2 separate regions of the Lactuca sativa genome follow, and region 2 is linked to region 1. A link is a contact called in public Hi-C data. All regions are on one chromosome and are shown on one strand. The core of a region is the stretch at or near the end of the contact, and the rest is flanking DNA. Distances in the headings are between cores, read along the strand shown. Region 1 holds the start of LOC111887592 (DNA-directed RNA polymerase II subunit RPB7). Region 2 holds the start of LOC111887598 (villin-2).

Region 1 (5,735 bases), core at 2,810-5,309:
CAGACTCAAATTCAAAAAATGAATTTCTATTCTTAGAAAAAAAAATTGATGTTTTTGATTTTTCAGAACACTAAAAAGAAGAAAACATTTTTGATATTTTTGAACTTTTTAAAAGAAAATACAGAAACAAATAAAATATTTTTGGTATTTTGATTTTCTGAAAAGAGCGAAAATAAACAGTAACTTCAGAACCATTCCGAAGATCGGAACGAGTCGGAAGTGAACAGTGAATTCCGAACCATTCAGAATGTTAACAGTAACTTCCGAACAATGACAATTACAAAGTGGATTTCAGAACTGAGTCAGCTTCAATCATTCCCAACCCTTGTATAATACGATTAAATGATACTTTTGGTAATGCCTTCGTGAATATATCAGCCAATTGATCTGAGGAACGAACAAAATGAACTTCCACATTTCCATCTTCAACGTGATCCTTAATAAAATGGTATATTAGTGTTATATGCTTTGTCTTGGAATGTTGCACTGGATCGTGGCAAATTCTTATGACACTTTTGGAATCACAATACAAAGGAATTCACTTCATATCGATTTCATAGTCTCTTAGCTGGTTTTGAATCCACACCACTTGGGATGTACATGATGTTGCTGCAATGTATTATGCTTCAGTTGTAGATAAGGACACACAAGTTTGCTTCTTGGATTGCCAACTGACGAGCTTGCCATCCAGAAACTGACATCCACCTGAGGTTCTTTTCCGATCAAGACCACAACCTCCTAAGTCAGCATCGGAGTACGCTTGCATAAGGAATCCATAATTTGATGGATACCATAAACCAAGAGAATTAGTTTGCTTCAGATACCGGAAAATGTTCTTAACTGCCAACATGTGAGGTTCTCGAGGATTCACTTGAAACCTGTCACAATAACACACAACAAATATTATGTCAGAACGATTGGATGTTAGATACAACAGAGATCCGATCATATGACAAAATAAAGTGACATCCATTGTCAATTTATCAATAGAAGGATTTGTCATCTCAGCTGCAGGAGCTGCTAGGCAAGCAGTTCATCAAACTGAGCAGTTCTTCGTGGGGAGCGTTGATACTATTCATCAAGAAGAAGGATGGTTCGCATTGGATGTGCATTGATTACTGGGAGTTGAACAAGTTAACAGTGAAGAACCGTTATCCCCTTCTGCGGATTGATAACCTATTTGACCAGTTGCAGGGTGCATCCTAGTTCTCCAAGATGGATCTGAGCTCTGGGTATCATCAGGTCATAGTGAGAGAGGAGGACATGGAGAAGACCGCATCCGGACTCGTTATGGGCATTATGAGTTTGTGGTGATGCCATTTGGGCTCACCAATGCGTCTTCTATGTTTAAGGATTTGATGAATCGGGTCTGCAAGCCGATGCTCAATCGATCTGTCATTGTGTTTATTGACAATATTTTGGTGTATTCCAAGACCAGAGAGCAGCATGAGGAGCACATTCGAGATTTTTTTGGAGTTTTGAGGCGAGAACGGTTTTATGCCAAATTCTCGAAGTGCGAATTTTGGTTACGAGATGTCCAGTTCCTGGGGCACCTTGTTAACCAGGATGGGATTTCAGTCGATTCGGCCAAAATCGAGGTTGTGATGCAATGGGAGGTTTTGAAATCTCCCTCATAGATAAGGAGTTTCTTGGGTTTGACAGGGTATTATCGGAAATTCATTCAGGACTTCTCCAAGATTGTGGTACCCCTCACTTGTCTGACGAGGAAGGGGCTGAATTTCCGATAGGGCCCTGAGCAGCAGTTGGTATTTGAGACTCTTCAACAGAGGTTATGTGAGGCCCCAGTGTCAACACTCCCGGAGGGGGTTAGGATTTTGTGGCATTATGTGATGCATTCATCACCGTTTTAGGGGGTCCTCATGCAAAGAGGACAAGTGATTGCTTATGCTTCGTGGAAGCTGAAGCCGCATGAGTCGCGATATCCCACACATTATCTGGAGTTGGGGGTTGTGGTGTTTGCCCTCAAGATTTGGAGACGCTATCTATATGGGGTTCGGTGTACAGTCTACACGGATTACAAGAGTTTGAGATATCTGATGGACCGACTGAACCTGAACATGAGGCAACGCAGGTGGCTGGATGTAGTCAAGGATTATGACTACGAGATCCTTTACCATCCGGGTAAAGCAAATGTGGTAGCGAATGATTTGAGCCGCAAGTCGGTTGGGTCTTTAAGTAGGGTGATGTGTATGAGGATATCCGTTGATTCTCTGCTTTTGGGATTGATCATGGAGGCTCAGGCCGAGGGAGTTCGTAAGGAAAACTTGAAGCAGGACAGGATCTGAAAGGAGATTGACAAATTTATCACGAATAGTCGAGGGTTGTTGACCCGGTGTGGTCGGTTTTGGATTCCAGTTTTCTGGTGGGATCAGGCAGATTGTGTTAGAGGAGGCTCATAAGTCTCGTTTATCTCTTCATCTCGGGGCCACCAAGATGTATCGGGATTTCAAATTGAGTTGTTGGTAGTTGTGTGTGAAGAGGGAGATAGTCTGGTATGTCGAGAGATGCTTGACCTGCAGGATGATCAAGCTGAGCATCAGAGGCCGCATGGCAAGTTGCAGCCTCTAGAGGTTCCCATGTGGAAATGAGAGCAGATTTCTATGGATTTTATGTAACATCCCAAAAATTAAGACAAAAAATTTCATTTTTAAGCAAGTATTAAAGAAACCATTAGTGTTAAAACCATTCATTGTGTCATTTCATAACAAAACCAAATGTTAATAATCAAAACATGTCACAATAAAACATCATCAGAGTATATCTCCCAAGAATATCATGTGCGGAATGATGGTGTGATGCGCGGCAATCATGTCGACTCCTTTCCCTTCAAAGAAGAGGTACCTGAAACCAAAACCGAAAACCGTAAGCACAAAGCTTATAACACATACTGCCAAACATATCTGGGTGCACGGCCTACCCTGCCAGACATATCTGGGTGCCCAACTCCAGTTTATTTCAACCGGTTACGGGGACTATTTCACCCCTACCACTACCACATAATAGCATACCAATAAACACATAAATCATAACAGGCAATGACATACCAGACAATTATCACGAAGACAATCGTCTCTACCATAAACAACTATTAGTGGGCCGACATTGGTGCCTTCGATCCACTCCTACAGGAACGTAACTCACCTCGTGAAGCTGAATGTAGAATCTCATAATAATAAATCTCTAGCGGTAATTCCAACGACTCCCCAAGCTATCATGACCACAATAACACTTAATCAAAAACTAATAATTCTTCTTAGGGTAAAATGGCCATTTTACCCGTTATCTAATTGGGCCAATGCTTAGGGCCCAACACTATAACATGAAAGGCTCCAAATCTAAATAGACTTCCTAACCCTCAAGTGGCCCACCAATGACCCAATTTTCTGAATTGGGTCTAACTCCTCAAATGGACCTTATCGAAGGCCCAATAAATCCTTAGTCCAAAATAAGCAATTTCGAGTGGCCCATTAGGGCCCAAGAGGCCCAATACTTTAAATCTCAGTTTTAGGCCCAGAGACTACTCCATAGTGGGCCATGAGGCCCAACAACTCATACCCAAACTTCTAAGGCCCAAAAATCCATATACTTCATTCTGCATGCGTACGCGCGACGTACCTGACACGTACACCCATTGTACGCTGGCCTTGACAAAAAGTGGGAAGTTGACCCAGTACGCGCAACGTACCAAGGTGTACGCCCGACATTCTGGTCAGCTTCCTTGGGACTTAATCCATTAAGTCCCTACGTTCAGAACATAGATCCAGGTCCCTTAAGACATCTTAATCCATAAATTCACAAACTTTATGGTTTTGCATAATCGAGATTTTAACAACCTTTGATAATATAAACTTGTAGGATCACATTATTTTATCGAAATCGAGATTTTAACAACCTTTGATAATATAAACTATAGAGGAGAGATTGAATCGTGAAGCGGATTAAGATGATCCTAAGATCCCGTTGTAGATATTGTCACAGATAGATCTAATGAGATCGGGAGGAATTTAGGATATGATTATTCACTATTTAGGAATGGACTAATATACAACATAATAAAAAGCTTACGTTCATACGCGACACAACACAAACAAACACAGACGCCTCCATTCTTCTCATGTTCGTCGGCTCCTCAAGCAATTTCTCCCCTGCTCGCCGCCGATTGCCAACCCCGCCACTGTGAAGCCACCGGCCGGAGACCTTCGCACCCAACAGCTCACCGGAGACCTTCGCACCCCACAGATAGAGGTTCGTTTGTCTTCAATATTTTTCCTGCTTTCGTTCATTCATTTTTTTTCTGCTGTCGGTTTTCCTTTTTCCCTTGTTTTCCGTTGAAATCGAATTCTGTGTGATGTGTGCAACGTTTAGATATATGTGTGAAGTTGAAATCTTTGTGATGTCTGCAACAGGGAACAAGATTAGCCAACGATTTCTTGTATCTAGTATTTACTAATATCCGTGGTTATCTCTACATTCAATTAGTCTCTACAAGTTTAGAGCTTCCTGCAACGGTGTATCTGTTCAATTGCTATTGTTATGAACAGGAGCCTACACATTGTTTATTGAATATTTCAGTTTTAGGTTTAGGTTTCGATTTCGTTTAATTGAATAACAAGACCTTAAATTTATCCATGTATTGATTTTGGGAACCCTAGGTTAGTAGGTCCAACGTACAACTCGTATTCTCCATCGAAATCATGAAATAGTACTGAATCGTATTCTATTTTGGATTCAGCGGAGATGTTTTTCCACATTATTCTGGAGCGAAACATGCAGCTCCACCCTCGCCACTTTGGTCGCGACCTTCGGGAAAAACTCGTTTCAAAGCTCATGAAAGACGTAGAGGGCACTTGCAGGTTAATGATTCATACATTCTGTAACAACTTTCTTCTCCTTCCAAGTTCCAATTTCAGACATGATTATGTCTAATTTGTGTTTTTCGCTTACAGTGGGAGGCATGGTTTCGTTGTGGCCATAACTGGTATAGAGAATGTAGGAAAAGGGCTTATTCGAGATGGCACAGGTTTTGTTACTTTTCCTGTAAAGTATCAATGTGTTGTGTTTCGACCTTTCAAAGGGGAGATCTTGGAAGCTGTTGTCACCATGGTTAACAAGGTCATATATACTCGATCCATTCCAGAGAGTGTTTTTGATGAAAATTGATTACACAGTTTTTAGGGTTATTGAAATTTTTTGTTCATAATAACTTTTTGCAGATGGGTTTCTTTGCTGAAGCTGGTCCTGTTCAAATATTTGTGTCAAACCATGTGAGTTGAAGCTTTTTCTTCATTTTGGTGTTCATATAATCTCATTTGGTATTTCTAATCTTTGTTTTTGTTGTAGTTGATACCTGATGACATGGAGTTTCAGTCTGGAGATATGCCTAATTACACAACTTCAGATGGATCTGTATGAATCAATGGCATTTTCCTTTTTTTTTTTTTTTTTTTTTTGTGGTGTGCACATAAGTGATGTATATTTGATGTTATCCCTGTTTTTGGACTTTTTTCAGGTGAAAATTCAAAAGGATAGTGAGGTCCGATTAAAGATCATTGGGACCCGAGTTGATGCCACAGAAATTGTAAGTCCACATACAAAGACTCGCTCTCTTTGTATGATATGTGCAAAAGACATGAATGCCCTTCTCATCTTCATCATTGAAAATAGACCTAGAAAGTTAAATTAATGTTTTGGTGTGTTGGTTTTTGCAGTTCTGC
Region 2 (6,260 bases), core at 3,087-5,586, 150 kb before region 1:
TATAATATGTAATTATAAGATTTTGTAAAATACGTTATTGTGTTTTAAAAACTTTCAAATATGTATTTAAAATTTAATATGAATTTGTTAAACAAAATACAAACTTTATATTTATAATTAATTAATATAATTTAATATATAGCACAATACTATAAGTATTAAATATTACATTTAAATAATAATTAGTAGATAAAAAAACCAAAAATATATAAATATATAAAACAATGGAGTAAAATCGACAACTCAAAGTTTATCCGCATTTTAGGGGAAATAAATAGTATAAAACCAAATATGATGTTATAATATTCATTTCCCCCAAAATGGGGGAATAAATAGAATAGGGTTGGAGAGAAATGAGGAAAGAAATGGAGGAAAAAATGAAGAATATGAGTCGGTTGGAGATACTCTTATCATGTAACTTTCTACTTTCTAGTTACCGTTGCTTAGTTGACACTATGATGTGACATGATGAGTTGATATTTTTTTATGACTTGATGTTTAAGATGACAAATATATATATATATATATATATATATATATATATATATATATATATATATATATATATATATATATATATAATGGTTTTCTTGCTTGTAAAAATGGGAAGTATTTTTTTACTAATTATTTTGATCTAAAAGACAACAAAACTCGAAGGGACGAGACTCAGACCCACAACATCTATCTCAAACAAGCACTTAACGAGTAAGAAATGATTGTTTGACCATTCATTTTTTGCTATCGGACAAACATATTGACTATGAAATATATTTTCTACCAATTTTTAGCTCGGTAACAGATTGTATGGTTTTGTTTTATACAAATTTAACAATGCTAGTATCTTTATGTAATAGTTACATCACAAAATGCCTTTTGTTGATTTTTTTCGAGACAATGATTACAAAATCTTTTGATTTCTTTAACTAGTTGTCAAACATAAATAATTTAAACAAAATTTTGTTAGGTTGAAGTTGATGTTTCAAACAAATAGTTGCATAGAAAAAGAAAATGGTAAAATACACAATCTAATTGATCCAACCTAATGTCTCCCAAGATACATGTGTAAGGTCAATCATATAACACTAACAATATTTTAAACATATAAGGTTTAAATGGTGGATCTCATATGTGGAATTTTATACCTTAATCACTAGTTTCATATCTTTTGGAAACTGAGTGGCGCTTGACAGACTATGATGTTGTTGGCATGACATAGTCTAAACTAAAATGTCTTTCATTATACAAACTTCTTTTATTAGGGTGGACGGAGTGGGCAACAGGCTAGGGAAAATGGATGGAGGTATCGTCAGTACCTCGAAGCCTACAGTTCTGCTCATTAAGCATGTTAAAAATGGTGGTAGTGAGCAGCTTTACAAAACCGTTGAACTCTTTATCTCTCACACTTAAAAAGTTGTACTTTATGTTTACAGACTTGTATCAAAATAGGTTTTTATGTTTTTAACTAGTTTGTAAAATACTCTTGTATGTTTTTAATATTTTATGAATTAAATTTTTAAGAATTTAATAAGTTTGTATTTGTTAAAAAAAATTGTGTAGGTTTAGAATGGATGAGAAATATTAGATGGGGGATATTGTGACATGGAGGGATGAACGTGAAAGGAAAGTGAAAAGTTAGGTCTCGTTTGATAGTTGCTAACTGAGAAAGTACTGGCTGAGAAAGGTCTGTCCGAGTAAGAAATCCTGACTGAGTAAGAAGAAATGTTGTTTGATTGTACATTTGACTGAGTGTGCTGACCAATAAAATATGACCATTTTACCCTTTCACAAGCAATTCAAAAGGAAACCCATTTTTTCAAAATATAAATAAACATAGAATTTTGGGGAATTAAAAGCTAAAAAACTTATTTCAATATCTTTTACAGATACTTTTAACAAATTAAATAAAATCCTCAACTATCTAAAGACGTTATGATCATCAACATTCAAACAGAAAACACAAGTAATGAACATATTGACTTTTCTCATCTGGAATAAAAATCCTCACCATGCAAAACAAATAACAAGAATTAAATTCACTTGTAGAAAATATATTCAAAACCTATTGCAGCTCTACATACATACAGTGTTTGCCATCCGAAGTGAGCAATGAATGGACCGATTTATATGACAGTGTTCAAGAATCAGCTTTAAGTCAACTGGTAATTCATGAAACTTCTATTGGCCACTTTCAGTTTGAAAACAAATCTATAACTAATTACAAAACTCTGATTCTATACAGGTCTATGCCGATATTGTGCTTTATTAAAAGAACATTGATTATATTGTGCAGATCTATGTATAAATGTGATTGCAACTAAGAGGATCTTATGTTATTCAAAGATTATATGGATTAGAATCATTAGGCTCTGAAAAAAGAGAAGAAATTAAAAAGAACCGCAGAGTCTCTTCATCAATTTTCACAGAAGAATCTCAAAATCTAAAAGCATAGTTTAAAACACAACGATAAATTAAAAAGACGGCAGAGTCTCTTCACCATTTTTAGAGGCGAATTTCCTTCTTTTCTCAAACAAGAAATTTTTTGGCTTCAAATCTCTTGATTGGAGAAATTATGACGAAACAAATTGAATCAAGAATGAAATCAATTTGAGTTAATGAAATCAAAATGAACAACAAACATGAGCAAATCAACAAAAAATCGAAACAGAAACAGCAAAAATGCAACTGAGAAGAGACGAAAGCAGTACCTGATGAGAAGAGGCAGAAATTGTCGATTGGTAGGGGGATAGAGGCTTGAATCGTCGATTAGTGGGTGGGGAGAGATGCTCAAATTTTCGATTGTAGCTGAAAGATAGAAGAAAGGGGATGGAGACTCTGAAAATTGGAACGGTAGGGCAAGGGCACTTTTGGAAACGTTAATCCCTTTCTCAGTCAGCCGATATCTCTCGTCTTTTCCGATCAGATCTAGCTTACTCAATCAGACATCTAAAATCTAGTGTAACAAACAACTTTAGCTGAAGAGTCAGCCAAAAACGTCTGAGCCAACTCGGTCAAACGTATATCAAACAGGACCTTAATATGACAAATAAGTTATGATGGGTATGAAAGATGGACTATCTTCACCCTTAGAACCGGTTCAAACCCGTTTAATTTGTGATCTAAATTGGACATAATTTAATTAAATTGGTTTGATCCATTTTCCTTACATTTTAATAATTTAATATTTTTTTTTGCATGTTCTTTATCAAATATGGTTCATTTTAGTTTATTTTAAACTTTGTTTTATTCTTATTTGGCTATTTGTTAACATTTATAATTACTCTATGTTATGTTTATATGTATTTTTTACATGCCTATATATTTTAAGCCCTAAGGTTCAATGAAAAAGTTATACAAATTTGAATTTACAAATTTGTTTTAGGAAATGTTAATAATTGAAAATACTTTGCTTAATTGATATTTTGAACCTTCAACATTATTCATGAAATTCTGAAGCTTAACCCTTAAGTTTTTATCGAAGACCCTGATCAATATCATCATCACCATTTGTCACCATTACATGTACCTATCTATTATCACCATTGACCTTGCTTTGCTCTGTCAACTAAAGTTGCTTAATAGAGCATAAATCCCAATGTATCAAATTTCAATAAGGTTGGAGGGTGTGATAAGAATGAGGTAGAGCCTATATCATATATTTTATCATGAGAAACACCATGCCTAGTCTATGGTATGAAAAATATGACAAGAAAAAAATTGCAATAACTTGTCGTGCTCCTCTCTCTCTTACTCTTCCTCCCTCTTTCAATCTCTCTCCTATTTCCCTCTCCTCGCTCTTCATTGCAAAATTGATATATCATGCCTAGTGTACGGTTTTGTTAGTAGCAAAATGAGGTGTAGTGTGTTAACGGTGGCACACCACATCCTTCACTCTAATATATTAAATTGTTTTTAATATTTTATAGTTTTTAAATAATTTATTATTATAAATTAATAGCGTGTTTAATTAATTGCGTCCGCACCAGATCAAATGGATCGTACCCAAACCGGACATGCTTTCTTCTAGACATGTTCAAGATCATCTTGGTCCTACCTAAATGTAACAACTAGTGATTAATTAATATTTTATAACTGATCACATTACTAGAGTAAGAAAAAAAACAGTAACAGTAATTTTTTTTTATCAGGAATTAAAAAGTACGTTTCAGTAATAAATTGTTTTAATTACGTTTGCGATAGTTGTATCATTTTGGACATTATATAATGCAATAATATCGAAACCACCAATAAACCAGGAGCTTCAACTTCTTTGGCATGGCGCCCTTTTCGTCATTCTTTGCCAATAACCCCGGGACGATGAAGCAATTATCGATCTACAAATGGCAAATGCAGATGCAATAGAAAAAATTCATGGAACCAAAAACAGAGGGAAATTGAAACGAAAACAATGCATGGCCATCCGGTTTTTCCCTTAATTTCAACATCTTTCTCAACGAGACTCCCTTCCCTATCATCATCATCCATTCCTCTCTAAAACGAAATGCCTTCTTCATATCTCCATTTCTCTGCAACTATAATTCCTTAAAATCGATTACTTATTTACCTTTTGCTTTCAATTTCATATCCGTCTCTCCAAAATTCGTTTTTGGAGACAATTATTATAGCGATCGAATCCCAGGTACGTTGTCGTTGATTTACCTTCCCTCTGTTAACAATTGATTTGTCTCTCGTTTATTAATTGCATTGCGAGTTTATATTGTTATTACTGTGATCTAATTTAGATTTCTCAATATCATGATCAGAATCTCTCTAATTCTTAAGATCATCTTCTAAATGAATTAATTTTCAGAGCACAGAATATGATTTTAGGGATGATTACATGTTTGCTTAAGCCGATTTTGATTCTCTCAATTTTTTAGTGACGATTGTTCTAATCTAAGCCTCCTTTCTCAAAATCTTACATATAGAGACTACACAGCGGGAATTTTGATGGTATTTTCTTCCGTCATCATTTGAAGAAATTACAAGCACCATGGCTACTGCAAAAGCTCTTGAACCTGCATTCCAGGGAGTTGGTTCTAAACCGTATCCTTACCCAACATCAATTTCTTTTATCATCATCATCTACTTTAAAGAACATTAGAAATTCAGTCATTATATGCATGTATGATTCGTTTGCATTTGTTGTTAGTTTTTCACTTAACACCTTGTAGAGGGCTTGAGATATGGAGAATTGAAAACTTTCAACCAGTTCCTTTGCCAAAATCAGATTATGGTAGATTCTACATGGGTGATGCATACGTTGTTTTACGGGTTTGCTCATAACCTTTCACAATTTCTATTTCAGTTATAAAATGTTATTGTTTTAATCATTCATACATTTGCAGACTTCTAATGGAAGAGGAGGTGCTTATGGGTACGACATACACTTCTGGTTGGGAAAAGATACAAGCAATGTATGTATAACAACATCCTATATCCCAAATTAAATAACACTTCCTTATTTTTTTTTTAAGAAAAAGTTCAATTCAAATTAACTAAATGTGATAATCAGGATGAAGCTGGAACAGCTGCAATAAAAACAGTTGAGCTTGATGCGATTCTTGGAGGGCGTGCAGTGCAACATAGAGAGATTCAAAGTCATGAATCTGATAAATTCTTGTCATATTTCAAACCATGTATTGTGCCACTTGAAGGTGGTGTTGCAACTGGATTCAAGAAACCTGAAGAAATGGAATTTGAAACAAGATTGTATATATGCAAAGGGAAAAGAGTTGTTCATGTGAAACAGATTCAATTCTCTCGATCTTTGTTGAATCATGATGATGTGTTTATCTTGGATACTAAAGAGAAGATCTTTCAATTCAATGGAGCAAACTCAAATATTCAAGAAAGAGCTAAAGCTTTAGAGGTTATTCAGTATTTGAAGGACACTTATCATGAGGGAACATGCAATGTTGCAATTGTTGGTATGGGATATACATTTAAAGCACATGATTAGTCAATTAGATTTACATTTATCACCCTTTTTTTATTTTTGTTTTTATAAATCATTTCAGACGATGGAAAACTACAAGCGGAAGGTGATTCGGGTGAATTTTGGGTTATCTTTGGAGGGTTTGCTCCTATTGGCAAGAAGGTTCTTGGTGATGATGATATAATTCTAGACAGGACACCTGGCAAACTTTTTAAGTACGAATCTCCTTTTGGTTTTCTTTAATCTTTATCTGACAAATTATCTTTTACAGAATTCTAATTTTTTTTTTTTTTTTTTTAAAGTATTGGTGGATCAGAGGTGAAGG

What was found. A called contact is a pair of places that touch in the nucleus more often than the background predicts.
Region 2: a Hi-C map of seed shows a contact between it and region 1, with 3 times the contacts expected there. The contact joins the promoter of LOC111887598 here to the promoter of LOC111887592 in region 1. A contact is called at or near these places in 2 of 4 Hi-C or Micro-C datasets (leaf and seed).

What each region holds. Positions count from the first base shown.
Region 1 is chr5:330,723,694-330,729,428 of Lsat_Salinas_v11, reverse strand. LOC111887592 (DNA-directed RNA polymerase II subunit RPB7) reads left to right here and starts at 4,059. Exons shown (of 7, transcript XM_023883762.3): 1 at 4,059-4,266; 2 at 4,754-4,874; 3 at 4,968-5,133; 4 at 5,235-5,285; 5 at 5,362-5,427; 6 at 5,531-5,599; 7 at 5,730-5,735. The coding sequence starts at 4,759.
Region 2 is chr5:330,878,063-330,884,322 of Lsat_Salinas_v11, reverse strand. LOC111887598 (villin-2) reads left to right here and starts at 4,336. Exons shown (of 20, transcript XM_023883770.3): 1 at 4,336-4,636; 2 at 4,926-5,043; 3 at 5,172-5,271; 4 at 5,346-5,414; 5 at 5,513-5,927; 6 at 6,018-6,150; 7 at 6,238-6,260. The coding sequence starts at 4,991.